Linked DNA regions of Pan troglodytes: region 1 is linked to region 2. Evidence: chromatin contacts called from public HiChIP or PLAC-seq data. All regions are on one chromosome and are shown on one strand. The core of a region is the stretch at or near the end of the contact, and the rest is flanking DNA. Distances in the headings are between cores, read along the strand shown.

Evidence for each region. HiChIP or PLAC-seq counts read pairs in DNA pulled down with a chosen protein or histone mark.
Region 1: an H3K4me3 HiChIP or PLAC-seq map of stem cell-derived excitatory neurons shows a contact between it and region 2, with 4 times the contacts expected there. The contact joins the promoter of LOC129136722 here to the promoter of SLC25A15 in region 2. A contact is called at or near these places in 1 of 7 Hi-C or Micro-C datasets (stem cell-derived neural progenitor cells) and 1 of 1 datasets of contacts at active chromatin or transcription factors (stem cell-derived excitatory neurons).

What each region holds. Positions count from the first base shown.
Region 1 is chr14:40,016,306-40,019,005 of NHGRI_mPanTro3-v2.0_pri, forward strand. It overlaps LOC129136722 (phosphatidylinositol 3,4,5-trisphosphate 3-phosphatase TPTE2-like), which reads right to left and starts at 1,376. Exons shown (of 7, transcript XR_010150653.1): 1 at 1,135-1,376.
Region 2 is chr14:39,885,763-39,888,565 of NHGRI_mPanTro3-v2.0_pri, forward strand. It overlaps SLC25A15 (solute carrier family 25 member 15), which reads left to right and starts at 1,362. Exons shown (of 7, transcript XM_054664899.2): 1 at 1,362-1,574.

The DNA.
Region 1 (2,700 bases), core at 126-2,625, 130 kb after region 2:
CCCACTTCATTCCTACTTCAGGATCTCTGCACTGGCTCTTGGTCCTGACTGGAATGCTCTCTCCCCAGAGGTTCCAAGCTAATTCTCTTGTTCCTTCAGGTCTCTGCTCAAATATCACCTTAACAGAGCCTCTAGTACCCTGTGGCACATTTCTTATAAAAGCCATAGCTAGAAAAGACGCTGTCTTGCCTCAAATTGTTAACCTTACTTATGTTAGATCATAACAACAAAACAGGGTTTCCTTTTTTTCTGTGCTTTAAAGCAAAAAGAAACATACAAAACAAAAAACAAAAAAAGATCTCCTGTTAAAATTCTGTGACCCACAGCATCATTTATCTTTAGCTTAGGCTCTTCTTTAACTCTTATTAACTCTTGCTCTTTTACATTCCTTTACAGCTTTATAGTTTGTCTTCACTGCACACCTACAAGCAATGATCTCTAGGTTAGCTAAGTATATAACTAAGACTAACCCATAGCAATGAGCGCCTTTGCATACAGCAACTCCTAAAAAATTTTTTGATAAATAAACAAATGAGTGAATAATGAACTATGACAAGACATCTGGAAAGTTTCCGGGACGTGAGGGAAAAGGTTTTTGTTCCAGTAGACTGACTTCATACCGACACTTTTACATAAGAATGGCAACAATGATTGTCAAAAGAAAAAATTAATTTTCATCGAGCCCAGAGTCCACTTTTCTCTTCTAGTCATTAAAAAAAAAAAAATCCTTTCAGCCCAACTGCAGATGCCAACCATGCTCCCAATAAATAGAGGAAGTTTTTCTCAGAAGCTTCAGGAATGCAAGAGTCTGGAAGTGGAAAGGGCAAGACAGGAGTCTGAGGTAACGCGGCTACCGTGAGAGAGAGAAAGGAGACGGAGAATCTCAATACTGGGGCTGAGACGCAGCATCACTAGAGCCTGAGTCCTAATCAGGCGGTGCTGGAAGGAGGCGGGTCAGCCGGGAGTGGAGGAAGCAGAAAAGGCTCTCCCACCTCTAACGCCGCCTGGGGGTCCTGGTCGATTAGAGCATCTGAGAAGCTCTGGAAAAACCTGTCAGGAAAACGACTTCAGCAGGGCCCACTAACCAAGGAAAGGGGTATAAAATAAATAGCAAAGGGAAGGAAAAACACGCACCTCTGGGATGCTGCAGGTCCTGCGGCAGCCGCCGCCATTCCTCGTAGTCAATGTTGCTGCCGCCGGAGCTGCTACTATCGCGCTCAGCAGCTCCGCCACCGCCCAAGGGGGAAAACTTCTGCAGAAACATCAACCGAGCTTCCGTCTTAAGCAGCCAACGAGCAGCCACGCAGCGTGCTGCTAGCGGGACGGGAGGCGATACGCGGGCGCGTGGCCGGCTGGGACAGTGGAGGACCGAGTCCTCCCAGCCCGCAACCCGGCCCGGGACCTGCGCTCCCAGTCCCCGCCCATCGTAGCCATGTTTACGGAGGCCTGGGCCTACAGGTTCTCCCTCTTTTCCACCGCGCCCACGTCCGCGGGCACTCCGACCGAGCCTCCAGGAGTAGTAGCTCAGAAGCACTTTTGTAACATACTGTTATCCCTCAAGAACGTGTACGCGCAGGGGCATTTGCTTGTCCGTTAATAACACAAGCTACAGGCCAAGCGTGGTGGCTCACACCTGTAATCCCAGCACTTTGGGAGGCCGAGACGGGTGGATCACGAGGTCAGGAATTCAAGACCAGCCTGGCCAAGATGCTGAAACCCCGTCTACTAAAAATATAAAAACTAGCCGGGCGTGGTGGCACGCGCCTGTAATCCCAGCTACTCGGGAGGATGAGGCAGGAGAATCCCTTGAACCCGGGCGGCAGAGGTTGCAGTAAGCCGAGATCGCACCACTGTACTCCAGCCTGGGCGACAGAGCAAGACTCCGTCTCAAAAAAAAAAAAAAAAAAATACATATATATATATATATATATATATATATATATATATATATATATATATAACACAAGCTACTTCGAGCTCCGTTTTCCCTGGGTTTTATCATGGCTTTCGTCTCCGTGATGTCACTGGCGGCTGCGTGGTCTTTTCAGTGAACAGAGGGGCCTGGATGGCGCCTGGATTCCCGCGATCATTGCGCTGGGAATGGAAAAGGGCTGGGACTCGCTAGAAGTCGTTCTGACCTAGCAGCAGCCAAAAGCCTTCTGGTGCCCGGGGAGACGCGCCCGGCGCCCGCGTACTATTCATTCCCTTCCTCATAACTTCACAGCCCAGGCTTTCTTCTTAGTGGGCTTCCCAGATCAAGAAGGAAAACCTTTTCTATACGAAAGCACTGAGGGGCGGAAGGTGGCCTGAAGTGATCTCGGCCGCTTTGTTTCCCAACCCAGTCGGTCAGGTCCTCCCTCAGCGCCCTTTGACCCATGCACATCCCATGGGGAAAGCTGCCAGCGCGTTCCAGGGGTAGGGTCAGATTGGGGAGCTGGAGGGAGTGGTCTTTATCTGACTTTATACCACTACCAAACTGTGTTAATTAACGTAGCTTTATAATAAGTCTTGAAGTCCTTTATTCTCCCAAGATTGCTTTGGCTTATTCTAAGGCCATTGTATTTCTAGGTGATTTTGGAATTAGCTTGTCAGTTTAAAAAAAAACAAAACTGCTGGGACTTGTACTGGGCTTGCATTGGATCTATAGATCTGTTTGGGGATAACTAGTATATTAACAATATTAAGTCCTTCAATCCATTT
Region 2 (2,803 bases), core at 112-2,611:
ACTACAGCCTGGGAGGTCTACTCAAGTGTGCATTCATGTTAAGCACTAACACCAATTAAATCACTTAAATAACGTAGGTAATTATCCAATAGCACATCCAGACGTGGTGGCTCACACGTGTAATCCCAGCACTTTGAGAGGCCGAGGCAGGCAGATCACCTGAGGTCAGGAGTTCGAGACCAGCCCGGCCAAGGTGGTGAAACCCTGTCTCTACTAAAAAATACAAAATTAGCTGGGTGTGGTGGCGCATGCCTGTAATCCCAGCTACTTGGGAAGCTAAGGCAGGAGAATCGCTTGAACCTGGGAGGGGGAGGTTGCAGTGAGCTGAGATTGCACCATTGCACTCCAGCTCGGGTGACAGAGTGAGACTCTGTCTCAAAAAAAAAAAAGAAAAAAAAAGAAAAAAATAATAATCCAACAGCACATCTAAACAAGACTTAAAGTTGTAAAATAAAATTACACTGTGTGGAGGGGGTGTGTGTGTGTGTGTGTGTGTGTGTGTGTGAGAGAGAGAGAGAGAGATGAGGTCTCTGTCATCCAGGCTGGAGTGCAACAGTGCCATCATAGCTCACTGCGGCCTCCAATTCCTGGCCTCAAGCGATCCTCCCGCCTTGGCCTCCCAAATAGCTGAGAATAGAGGCATGTGTCACCACACCTTTTTTTTTTTGTCGTCGTTTGTTTGTTTTTATGAAACAGAGTCTCGCTGTGTAGCCCAGGCTGGAGTGTAGTGATGCAATCTTGGCTCACTGCAACCTTCACCTCCCAGATTCAAGCGATTCTCCTGCCTCAGCCTCCCTAGTAGCTGGGGTTACAGACACGCACCACCACGCTGGAGAAATTTTTGTAATTTTAGTAGACGGGGTTTCACCATGTTGGCCAGGCTGGTCTTGAACTCCTGACCTCAGGTGATCCGCCTACCTCGGCCTCCCACAGTGCTGGGATTACAGGCGTGAGCCACCATGCCCGGCTAATTCCTGTATTTTCATACTTAGTTGCATTTCCTATTAGGGCCTTGGATCCCAAGTATAATTTTGTACTCAAATATAACTTATAAATAAGGCCTTAGCCTCCCAACAAGGTCAAAGTAGCTAAAAAGTAAGTCCTCCCAACCACTGACGTTACCAGCCCCCAGCCCCCAGTCCCAGCCCAGCGGGCTAACAAGGGTCCGGCCTCAGAGAGGGTCTCGGGGATCCCACAGGTGGGAAAGTCTCCGGAGGCGCAGGCCCCGCTCTCCACCTTCACCAGGGTCGGCGGCAGCACCACGCCGGGTCGCGGGCTGGCTGTGCGCGCCGCGGCCCCACGCCCACTTCCGCTTCCCGTGCTGGGGGCGGTGGCAGGGCCGGTGGGCGGTGGCGGCTCCCGGTCTCGCCCGGGCGCGGCCCTGCGCAGCCCGCCCCCCAGCCGCAGGGGCGCTCCTGAGCTTCGCGGGGCCGCAGTCCGGGATGCCTGCGCGAAGGGCGGGGCGGAGGGCCGGCCGTTGCCGACGTGGGTGTTAAGTGGCCGCCCCAGCCGGCGACCCGGAGCCGAGAGCGGGCGGCGGAGCCTGAGCTGGACGCGGCCACGCCGGCGCGGCGGTGAGCGCAGCCCGGTCTGGCGCCTGCAGCTGCGGGGAGCGCGCCAGGCGGAGGGAGCGGGGCGCGGGGCGCGGGGCGGGCCCCGGTGTCCGGGCGGGCCCCGGTGTCCGGGCGGCGTGACCTTCCCGAGCGGCGGGGGAAGCGGCCAGCGTCGCAGCGCACGTGCCGCGGGACTCGGAGAATCTCGGGGTCGTCGGCCTCCTTCCCGCAGTGCCCACCTGGTGGGAACTTTTGTCCTTGTTTGCCCCCAAGTCGTGTCATTTGGCTGCGGGGCTCCGCGCCTCAGGGGCGCCAGTGCTGGGCAGCATGGAGCCGCTTGTGAATGGAGACTTGCTGGCTGCCCAGGAGTGGGCGGCTGGGCAGGGGCGGCGAACGTTTAGGGTCCGGCAAAGAAAGTTGGAAGTCGTCTCCCTGACCTGTTCCTTGCGAGGCCCGGGAGGAGACGCGCCTGGCCGGTCCTTGGCGGCGAAACTGATTTGCATCTCCACGCTTTACCTAAAGCCCGGGCTCTGGGGACTGGATGGCGAGCTGGCCTGCGGCTCCTACCGCCCCAGCTTTAGCCAGAAGCTGGGATCTTCCCGCAGCAGTTCGTGTTCCCTGGTGGAAAATGCAGCCTCATCTACTGACTCTCCCTTCCAAAAAAAAGTTATTTTCCCCAAGGGTCGAGAAAAGTGGGTGGTCGGCACTGTTGTTCCTCAGTTGCACCCTGGTGTAATTTGAGAGAGGGGTCAAAGGCGCTGAAAAGATTCTTTTTTCTATTCCAAGTGCTACAGCAAGCTCATAAATCAATTTTAATTCATGCTGAACAGTCATGCCTCCTCCAAGCCCTGTGTCTTCTCCAAGCCAGAGCTACACATAATGTGAATTAGTTGCCCACTCCTTCTGAGTGAATCTGTTAGTACCCATCATCGTTTTCTATCCTAATAATTCTAGTGGCTATTTGTAGAATTTATTTGTTTATTTTTTTGAGACGGAGTTTCGCTCTTGTTGCCCAGGCTGGAGTGCAATGGGGCGATCTCGGCTCACCGCAACCTCCGTCTCCTGGGTTCAAGCTATTCTCCTCCCTCAGCCTCCCGAGTAGCTGGGATTACAGGCATGGCCCACCACGCCAGGCTAATTTTGTATTTTTAATAGAGACGGGGTTTCTCCATGTTAGTCAGGCTGGTCTCGAACTCCTGACCTCAGGTGATCCGCCCGCCTTGGCCTCCCAAAGTGCTGGGATTACAGGC